Regions from separate parts of the Anas platyrhynchos genome. Here region 1 is linked to region 2. A link is a contact called in public Hi-C data. All regions are on one chromosome and are shown on one strand. Each heading gives the region's core, a stretch centred on a gene start, on an enhancer-like site or on the middle of the called end of the contact. The rest is flanking DNA. Distances are from core to core; before and after follow the strand shown.

Region 1 (4,614 bases), core at 953-3,452, 74 kb before region 2:
AAATTTGGAACGCGGGCAGGCCACAAGATCAGCCCTCTGGGACAAGCAGTCTGTGTTGTCAGACACACCTGTGGCACTTCAGGGAGCAGGAACTGAAAAGCCAGTCCAATGTTTGCTGGGCATAAGGATTCCAGGACATGTTTTTCAATTGCTGTATTACATTTGCACTTCAGAATAAAATACAAGCATCTGACTGATTACATAGGTTTCTCTCCAGAAGGGGAAAAATCTATCAGCCCTGTGCTATGCTTTTAATATTGCCAGACCTCAAGTAATGAATGTTTGCCACGGGTATTTCAACACTGCTCTGTCCACTGTTTGTGAATGTATGATCTGCACTTTCCTCTGACAGCTAATTAATTGATTCTTGGAGAGAATCTGCTTTCTAAAGGTGAGCAAAAATGATTTATGCAAAGATGCATTTTTGTCACAGCAAACGTGGCTTTAAAGGAAATAAAAATTTTCCTTGGAATATGATAGAAAAAGCATTTCAGCAAGCAAAATTGTGTTGGCTCAAGTTGTTTCTGAGAAGAAAAAATATCTGTAATTTTTCCTTTGTTCTAATACTTGTGATATAGAGTTTAGATTTAAAGTTATTTTCTTTATGCCTGCTTTTATCAACATGGTATCTTTCCAACAATCTCACTCATTCTGGCCACAGAAACTGTGGCACATAACGTTACGGCATTTGCAACCCATTACAGCCTGTTGTTCCAATGATTTGCAATAGAGTGCAATATAAAGCTGTTTATAAGGCAGTTACTTGTGTATATAGCTTAGCGCAACTGAAAGATATTGAAAAGAAAGGCTTCCAGAGCCATCATCTGTTTTATTTGCTTATAAAACTATTTTGGAACTTCAATATTCAAGTGTAAATTTAAGCCAAATTAAAGTGCTGAAATGTTTACTGAGTCATATTTTAGGAACAACTAACTTCAAAAGTATTAAGAAAACAAAAAATAAGATCTGAAGGCATACCTCTGCACAGAACAGGAAAATTCAAACAGTACGGTTTAGCTAGAAAACAGAGCATTCAGTGAAAGTGAGAAAGCAATAAATAACCCTCTCATAAGGGCGCCACACACTGACAAACCCCACCAAACACAAGAGGCTGAGAGCCATGCTGAAGCCCCTTTGAACATCAGGTGAAAAATGTAAATCCAGTGCATACTGACTTTTCCTTATAAGAAGCAGGTTTTTGGCAGTTGAAAGGACTGGAACTTTGCTAATTTCAGTACAGGACTTGAAAGGCTTTTGCAAACGATCTGGATTTAGCAACTCTCCTGGGAAGCAAACGTGTTGTTATGCCCATTTTACAGAGACCTTGCATGAAGCGGGTATTTACAACAGGTTTTGCCTTCATATTTTAAGACATCAGCAATGAGGTAGAAGCAATTTTGAAGCATAGCTGTCCTTCATGGGGTTTCAGGAATGCTTCTGGAAGGCTGAACTGTTGGTTTGATTTGGTACCCTAACTTCTGTGTTCCCAAAACCGAGGCAAGAGAAGCTAAAGGCCACCACCAAGAGGACAGAGGCTGGCAAAGCCAGGGAGCAAGTACTCCTACATCTCAGTAGTGCAAACAGTGTCTGCTGACCAATAACCCCCATCCAAGTCTGGGGCAGCAGCAGAGACCGGATTTTCTGGGAGGGGAGGCAATTCCCTCCCAGGTGCTCTGTGGCGGTGCTTGGCAATTTTTGTTGCTTCCACTGTTTTGCACTACTGAAAAAAAGCAGTGTAAAGTGGAAAAAGCACACGTTTTCAGGGAGCACGGGGCCAGTTCCTGTCAGTCTCTGCAGTGTGCCATGCACAATGGCCCAACTATTTTTCTTCTCTGCAAAAAACATTCCCCCGAGCAAGCCCCGCTCTACAGTTCCAAACCGACTGGCAACCAGCAGCAGACGAGCGCTCCAGATCATGCTGCATCACAATACAGTTACAACTATTTAAAACCCAATTAATTCTCTTTCATACTTTCCCATCGAGCTGTAAAGTTCCAGTTGGCAAGGCTTTTTACTTTGATTTCGAATTCCTGCTTGGAAGATTAACTGAAAATGGATTTGGCTTGAACAGCTGCACTGAACATATTTTGTTTTATTTTGTTGCCATCTCAAATAACAATACTTAGCACTCTTCATCTTCAAAGCATTATACAAACACTGAGTCACATCCCTTCACAACACTCTCGTGACATCACCTCCTGTAAATAAAATCACGCTCCTCGCAAAGAGGTGGAGGCTGAGCAAAAGCTTGGAATTTGTGCAGGGTCAGAGGAAGAGCCCTTGGCAGAGGCAGATGGAGAGGCCGGAGGCTCACAGGCCCCTTCGGTCCTCACTTGAATCATCTCCACTCTCTCCACGTCTTCCCTCAGGTACCACCCATGGTAGCTAGTGAATGCATGTGCTTGCGGGCACCTTCTGCTGCTGCATGCCCTGCCACCTGAAGTCAAGCAAGCTCGGCTGGCTTAGCAGCAGGGAGCTCCTTCCTAGTCACTGAGGAAAGAGGGATCTCAGGCATGGTTGTATACAGTGCCCCTGCCCTGAAGTCACTGAGGCACATCCATCTGGCTGCATCCAGCCCGGGAGGATCACCCTTTCCCTCAGACACACTCGACTCCCCACCATCAAGGGGGCGAGGAGACAAGGTGTGCCTCGGCCACACCGTCCCCCAGGAACAGGGCACGTCCAGCTGGGACATACCAAGGCCTAACAGCCCTCTCTAAAACAGCTGCTCTGCTTTGTCCCAGTTCTCCCAGCAACGTACTCTGAGCGAGGAGGTTCTGCTCCCCCAACGCTCTGTGGGTTTCCTGACTTCGAAGCTGGGCAAGAGGCTTCCGTGCCTAAATTAGGATCCGCAGGTCACTCTGAACTCAAGAAAGAATGGCATGTCCTTTCAGGGCTAATTCTGAGACATTAATGTAGGCTCCAGTGACTACAGAGAGAGCCTGTGCTCCTAAATTAGACATCTAAATCAGTAGTCTGTGTGAAGCAGATTTTGTGTTAATATGTCCCTATAAATACATATTCTCTGCTGTGCCAATTCCCATAAAGTGAACCAATGTCAAACATGCGGAGCATGTAGTTCTCATGGCTTCTTTTCCTGAAGAAAACTGACAAAGCAAATACACATTTTGCATTCCTTTCAACCTCTTGTTTTTCCCCTTATTTGGCTTCTTCCTAAATATATGAAGAGATCTTTCAGACCAAAACAAATAGATCACTCACTATAAAGCTGTAACGCTACCCTGAAAACCCCTTCCCGAAGCATTCCAAGGCACGAGCAAGAGACCTGCTTCTCCCATAGAGCGTGACAGGTATGTGGAAACCAAATTCAGCAGGTTTTGTTGCATTTATGCCTCTTTCTGAGGTCTAGACCCCTCTGTTTCTAGACCAGCAGGCACAATGAAGAAGCAGCATCACAAAGAGGCTGAATCAGCCATCAATAAAGACGCTGGCCTAGGGTAATTCCCAGGCCCATTATTCCTGGCGCACAGCTTTAAAGAAGTTATTGCACCTCCATTCCTGTTATGAGGTAGCCTTGATCTCAGGAGATGGTCTCAGGTGCTTCCTAAAACCAGCCCTAGTGCCAGTTCTTGAGTTCATGTGAAAGTTGTCAGTCGAATTCCCAACAGTGATGCCCACACGGCAGAGTGGAGGTGCTGGGGCAGCATGAGCAGGCTTGCACTGGTACCTCTGTGCTCTCCCTTCTTCGGAAAAAAAAATCTCAAGCCATAAGCATAAGCAGCAACAGCTCTGTCAGTCTGACAGACACTTCTGGCCCATTTCAAAATGGAAAAAAATGCAAGAACTCCAGTTTACAGAAAATGCTTTGGGGGCATTAAAAAAATAATCTGTATTTTATGCTTAGGTTCTTTAAACTGTACAATTGGAACCTGTCCAATTTAGTCCTCCACCTCTGCAGAGACAGCTCTTCTGCAATACTCTGAGGCATGCAGATCCTCACTGTTCACAAAAATCGTTGGCCCTCTGACATAATCTGAATTCTTCTTGCCTCATCTATGGGAAATTGCAGCCAGGAAGAAGGATCCTGAAACTGTGAAAGCTGTAGCCAGTGACCCTGACCACCAAAGGACTACTCAAACTGTCCAAAACCACACCTAGAGGTGAGATTACCCTTGCTGTTCTTCTCAACACAGACAACGTATTTCTGATCTCTAATTAAAAGGAAAAAAAAAAAAAAAAAAAAAAAAGAAAATGCCACTGCAGCTTTTCAAGTAGCAGGTCCTACTCCCAAAGGCTGACATTGTTAGGAACACTGATCCAGCCCATGTCTTCAGCAGCACTTTCTTGCATCCCAAGTCTCCCCCAAAGAGCCATTTATGTCCTTTCTGTCGTTGGGGTAGTAAGAACACACAAAGATACCAACAGCATATGAAAAACAGGAAGACTAGAGAGAAGATGTAGTTGAAAGAGCTTTTGAGAACCTCTTTCTCTTAGTATGCTCTCCCAGTTGCTAGCTTTTGCTTTATTCTGGATCTCCCCAATTCCTTCTGAGTTTATGCTATCAATTTCACATCCAGAGACTGAAATAAACCCATCATCTGGACTGGACTGTATCAAGTGTGTGAAAGAATTCATAGCTGCACATTTCTGAGT
Region 2 (4,652 bases), core at 450-2,949:
AGAAAATACAACACCAGGACAGAAAAGTTTAATCTTTTCTAACCGGTCTAGTTGTTTCATGGAAAGCTACCTTTGCAGTGATTACAGAAATTCAAACACTTTCCCAAATAACTGTATCCAGACAGGGCAAGTTAATTTCTTTGACAAAGCACCAAATGAAGCCTCACAAAGGACATAACATTTGTACATAACAGCTTGCTACAACACTTACATAACTTTCTCTGATTCTTTTCTCTTTCATGTAATTTTAAATAAGTAAATTGACTTAAATGGGGGAGTGTTAGTTATTAGCCCATTTTAAACAAGATGAAAATGAGTTTAATTGCATATATTATGTTAGAATAAGCTGGCACTCCCCAAAAAAGCATTGCCTTTGTTTGTAAGGTAAGTCTGTTCAGAGGATTCACAGTTTTGGCTCAATTTTCTTCACTTCATGAACCAGAGCAGAATTCTGTGCAAACTAGAGGTGAAGAGGATCAATGCAGCATTCAGGAAAGAGTTGTTTCATCTAGTAGAGAATAGCTAGGACAAAGCCATCAATTTCAACAATTCCAAACAAGGGAAAGTTCAAGTATGAAGCTATATCCCAGTTTCAGAGAATATCTCTCTTCCTAAAATGAGCTGAAGCAAATATCCAAATCCAAACTTCTTTAACACATTGGGAATTTTTGGAACAAGCTCTGGATATAAAGTTTGTGGAGCTCTTCTTTCATCCTATAGCATGAGAATTGTGAAAGACCTCCTCCCCAGAGAACACAATGCCTCTGCTCTACTGTCTAATGTTCCATCTTCTCCACTGTTGGTCTGACATTTGAACTGTGACTACAGAATTCCTTTAAAAATATTTGCACATTTTTGTTCACCTTCCAGTAAACACTCGGCTTCTCCACCACTGTGAACAAACACACCTCATGCTGCTATTTTACCACTAGAGGGCAGCTGTACATTTCTTGATCTTTTTCATTAGCTCAAATTAATTTTGTTGCATTCCTAAGCAATGGATGCACAACATATAACTTTGGCTCAAGAATCTTCCAAAAATCTTCCTTGTTTTAGAGCAAAACATAGTGCTTGTCATTTGAATCGCCAGTTTATCGCGCAGTGCGATTTAGGAAGTATGTAGTACCCTTATACACAGATTTCTGAAGGAACTATGCTGAGTTGACTTTTTAATGGAGAGCACCATTCAGGAAACATCTCTTTATTTTGCCAGGGTTCAGTTTGTTTCCATGGTGCATTTCCTATCTCATAGGCTTATGGTATTTTTCTGCTGCTTGTAAGTCCATATGCTTTAAAAGCAACAATAACAATTTATTGAAAACCATGTTTTTAAAGGTCAGCATTCTTTTAATGTGCACGTTTACTTAAAACCACAAATCTATGTTAAGCAATTTTCACCAGCAAAGAACTGGCTGGTTCAAGTTTCCTCTTTTTTTTTTTTTTTTTTTCATTTTCTTTTTTCTGCTATCAAGTCCCCTGTCATCTGTATAAATCTCCACCAGTGTCAGACCATGCCCTCAAACCAACATTTAGGACATTTAAGATTTGCCTGTATATTTGCCTGCTTGTATGTTCTCCTCTTTAAGGCTCATCTAGCCTGAGCCAACAAGTGACTGCTGTCAGTCAGACCACAGGAGCTCTCCCACAAGAGGAGCGCAGTCCCACTTACCTCATCCTCAGCTGCATTCCTTATACAGGCTTCAGGGGACGGCAGCAGCTCCACACACAGCTTGAGGTGACGTCTGATTTCCACGGGGCTCTAACCACAGATCTGCATGGAAATAAACCAAAAGCGTCCTTTCAATAAGCCCCACAGAGGTTTTGCCATCCCATCCTTTTCAAGTGACTCAACAAACAACATATCATGTTACTGCATCTCTTGTTCCTGTTAACTGAGAAGTTCCCCTAATTTTGGTCCTTTATTCCTCAGAAAACTCAGCCATGAGCTGCGAGGATTATTGGGGCTTCAAAGCCAGCTGTTAAGAGTTATGCCACCACACTCAAGAGAAGCATGGATTGAATTTCCAGCCTCATTCAGGGACCGAATCCCTCCTCTGATCCCTTCCACAACACACCTCACACTGCTGCGCAGCACTTGGTGCGACAGAAAAGGGGAATTTTTCTGGAAGTACCATATTAAAATGTGATGAAAACACCCTGCTAACAATAATACGTTGTACAAGTTCCTTTTCCTATTACAAGCCCTACAAGTCAAGCCCTACAACTGAGTACTTGAACTGGCTGTCTTCCAACCATGAATGGAAAAACACACTGACATGAAAGTTCATTTTAAAAGACACCAGAAGGGTCACTTGCAGATTAGGCCATATTGAATTTTCCTCACTTTTTGTGAAACTCTTCAGGAGATTTGTTGTGGCATTCCACAGCTCTCCAGGCAAAAAGCAAAACATACTGTATAGAGCTTGCAGATGCAAGAGTTGAACACTTCTTTTAGAAAATACCAACCTACAATAACAAATCTTTTTGCTATTCACAAGAGAATCATTGAGTATTGCAAAACTTGATAATTACTGATTCATGACAGATTTAGGAAAAACATCAGCTTAAGTAATCAGGTCAGGGCACTGCTGTTGACCACAGTGTTGGCAAAAGAAACAGTTTCTTTCCTCATATCTTTCATCAAAGTTTAACATTTCACAGTATTTAGCTTTTAGCACTTCATTGGTCCAAACCAGTAAACAACTGATAGCTTAAGAGCTACAAGTTAACTTGTGAGCAAATATCTCTATTTAGTATTGTCTTATAATTCATTTACACTGTTCAGTTACTTCTAAATTCAAGTTAGTGAAATTGCTGAGAATCTCTAAGAGTTGTAAAATAATTTATTACTGCTGTTAATAAACTCACATTATTAACCCTTGCACATTCCATTACAAAAGGTATGCTGTGCAACATATTGCCAACTGGAAATAAAGATTTCATTCAGGTCCCAAGATGGCAAAAATCAACCAACCAACCAAACAACAGCAAGCAAGCAAACAAACAAACAACTTCTTTTTTTTTTTTAATGAAGGAAGTGTGTGTTTGATTTTCTTTTCCTCCTGGAAAATGAAGGAGCTTTTCCCTAATAGCCGTTACTGCAAATAAATCTATCCTACTTTCTTTCACATCTGCATGATATTCCTTGCCTGACACTAGGGAATCAGTCTGAAAAGGCAGCAGTGCAGTGAAGGAAGGTCTTCTGACTCCAAAGAACTATTTTAATAGCTCCTTCATAAAATGCACACTACAAAGTATCTCCTAAAAACGAGAAACTGTCAATCTGCCCCAAGTAATTATTTGTTCTGGTTCTAGAAATAAAAAATTATCCTTACCACTTTGCCTACCTATGCTCAGTGTGCCTGACACAACAAATGAAGTGTGTTTTAGCAATTAAAACCCTTCTCACAGGGGTCAACTTTTAAACATCAGAAGCCAGCTGGACTTCAGGCCTACATCACAGCTACATTTCCTGCATAATAGAAGGCTTTTAAAAATAATAACAGCCGTGTTGGAGATGCAAACTGAAGTTAATTGGATGAAGCTTGTCAAGAATCTGGAGTAATCCCACCCAAAGTAATACACATTTTTTATACACACTTGTTCTAAAATGAATGTTATGTCACTGTTAACTTTTAAACATTACTAGCTCTAAGGGAATGTTGCAAAACCTCTTGGCCATCTACCTTCAGAGAAATACACACACACACACACACACACACATATATATCCTCTTTTAAATTTTCCTGCTAATTAAAGCAGAAAAAAGAAAAATCTTTGGTGGAAGGCAAGAAAGAAAGGACAAACCGCAGTTATAGGAAGAAGAGCTGTTAAGTAACAGCTATATTCAACTTCAGAGTTACATGACCTGTACATACACGTTCCATTTTTTACAGTCTTCTCCTTACAGGTACCATTAGAAAGTTTTCCCTCATAGGATTTTTTTCTTGTTGTTACACAATTTTTCAGTTTCATATAGTTCGACTCATGAAATTTAGCTGTCTTCACAAAGCCACTATTGAAAAAGGCAGAACTGTTATCTCTGCAGACCTTCCAAATGAGCAGATGATATGAAACACAAAGAACTGCCTTCTTTATAATAAGATATGTCCCTGTAGAAGAGCTTAGGACACAGCAGCAGAGTAGTCTCAAGTACTTGGACATTGACTGTTGGTACATCGCCTGTTACTCTGAAACCCCTCAGTTTTCACTGATTTTGTGCTATAAATGCACACGCACCAGTTACATCCTAATGCCACAGAGGGTGAGATCTGATTCTGAATTAGTGCTAAGTTCAATAACTACCACAGTTTCCTGGAAACAGACTTAAGTTTTAGTGAGGAAGAGGCAGATGTCCTCCTTAATAAACTGCAGTGCCACAATCTGAAGGCTAAAGTCCCCTCCACTGGTTTTGCACCCTCCCCTTTAAAGCAGCAAGGAATTTACCAGGTAGCAGCAACTATTCAATCTGTCCCCCAAAGCCATTCTGCACAGTTACTGACAGAACGGTAACAGGCTCCATAAACCCACAGCAGTCAGACCACACGAGTTTTGATGAGTCTCAAGCACAAGGAAAGAATCTGACCCTTGTTCCTCAACTAAGAAGTGCCAAAGAAGCTATTTTACAATCAAGCAATCTACTCTAACAGGCT

What was found. A called contact is a pair of places that touch in the nucleus more often than the background predicts.
Region 1: a Hi-C map of liver shows a contact between it and region 2, with 2.2 times the contacts expected there. The contact joins two enhancer-like sites. A contact is called at or near these places in 2 of 8 Hi-C or Micro-C datasets (liver and subcutaneous adipose tissue).

Annotation. Positions count from the first base shown.
Region 1 is chr3:4,855,984-4,860,597 of IASCAAS_PekinDuck_T2T, reverse strand. The region is part of intron 7 of CCDC85A (coiled-coil domain containing 85A); the gene reads right to left. Among named protein-coding and RNA genes, the nearest start is that of EFEMP1, 84 kb to the right of the region's middle. Within about 2 kb of position 2,202, at least 1 of the 8 cell types and tissues checked has an H3K27ac peak or open chromatin away from gene starts, as enhancers often do.
Region 2 is chr3:4,781,493-4,786,144 of IASCAAS_PekinDuck_T2T, reverse strand. CCDC85A (coiled-coil domain containing 85A) reads right to left here. Exons shown (of 12, transcript XM_072035092.1): 5 at 1,670-1,771. Among named protein-coding and RNA genes, the nearest start is that of EFEMP1, 9.5 kb to the right of the region's middle. Within about 2 kb of position 1,699, at least 2 of the 8 cell types and tissues checked have an H3K27ac peak or open chromatin away from gene starts, as enhancers often do.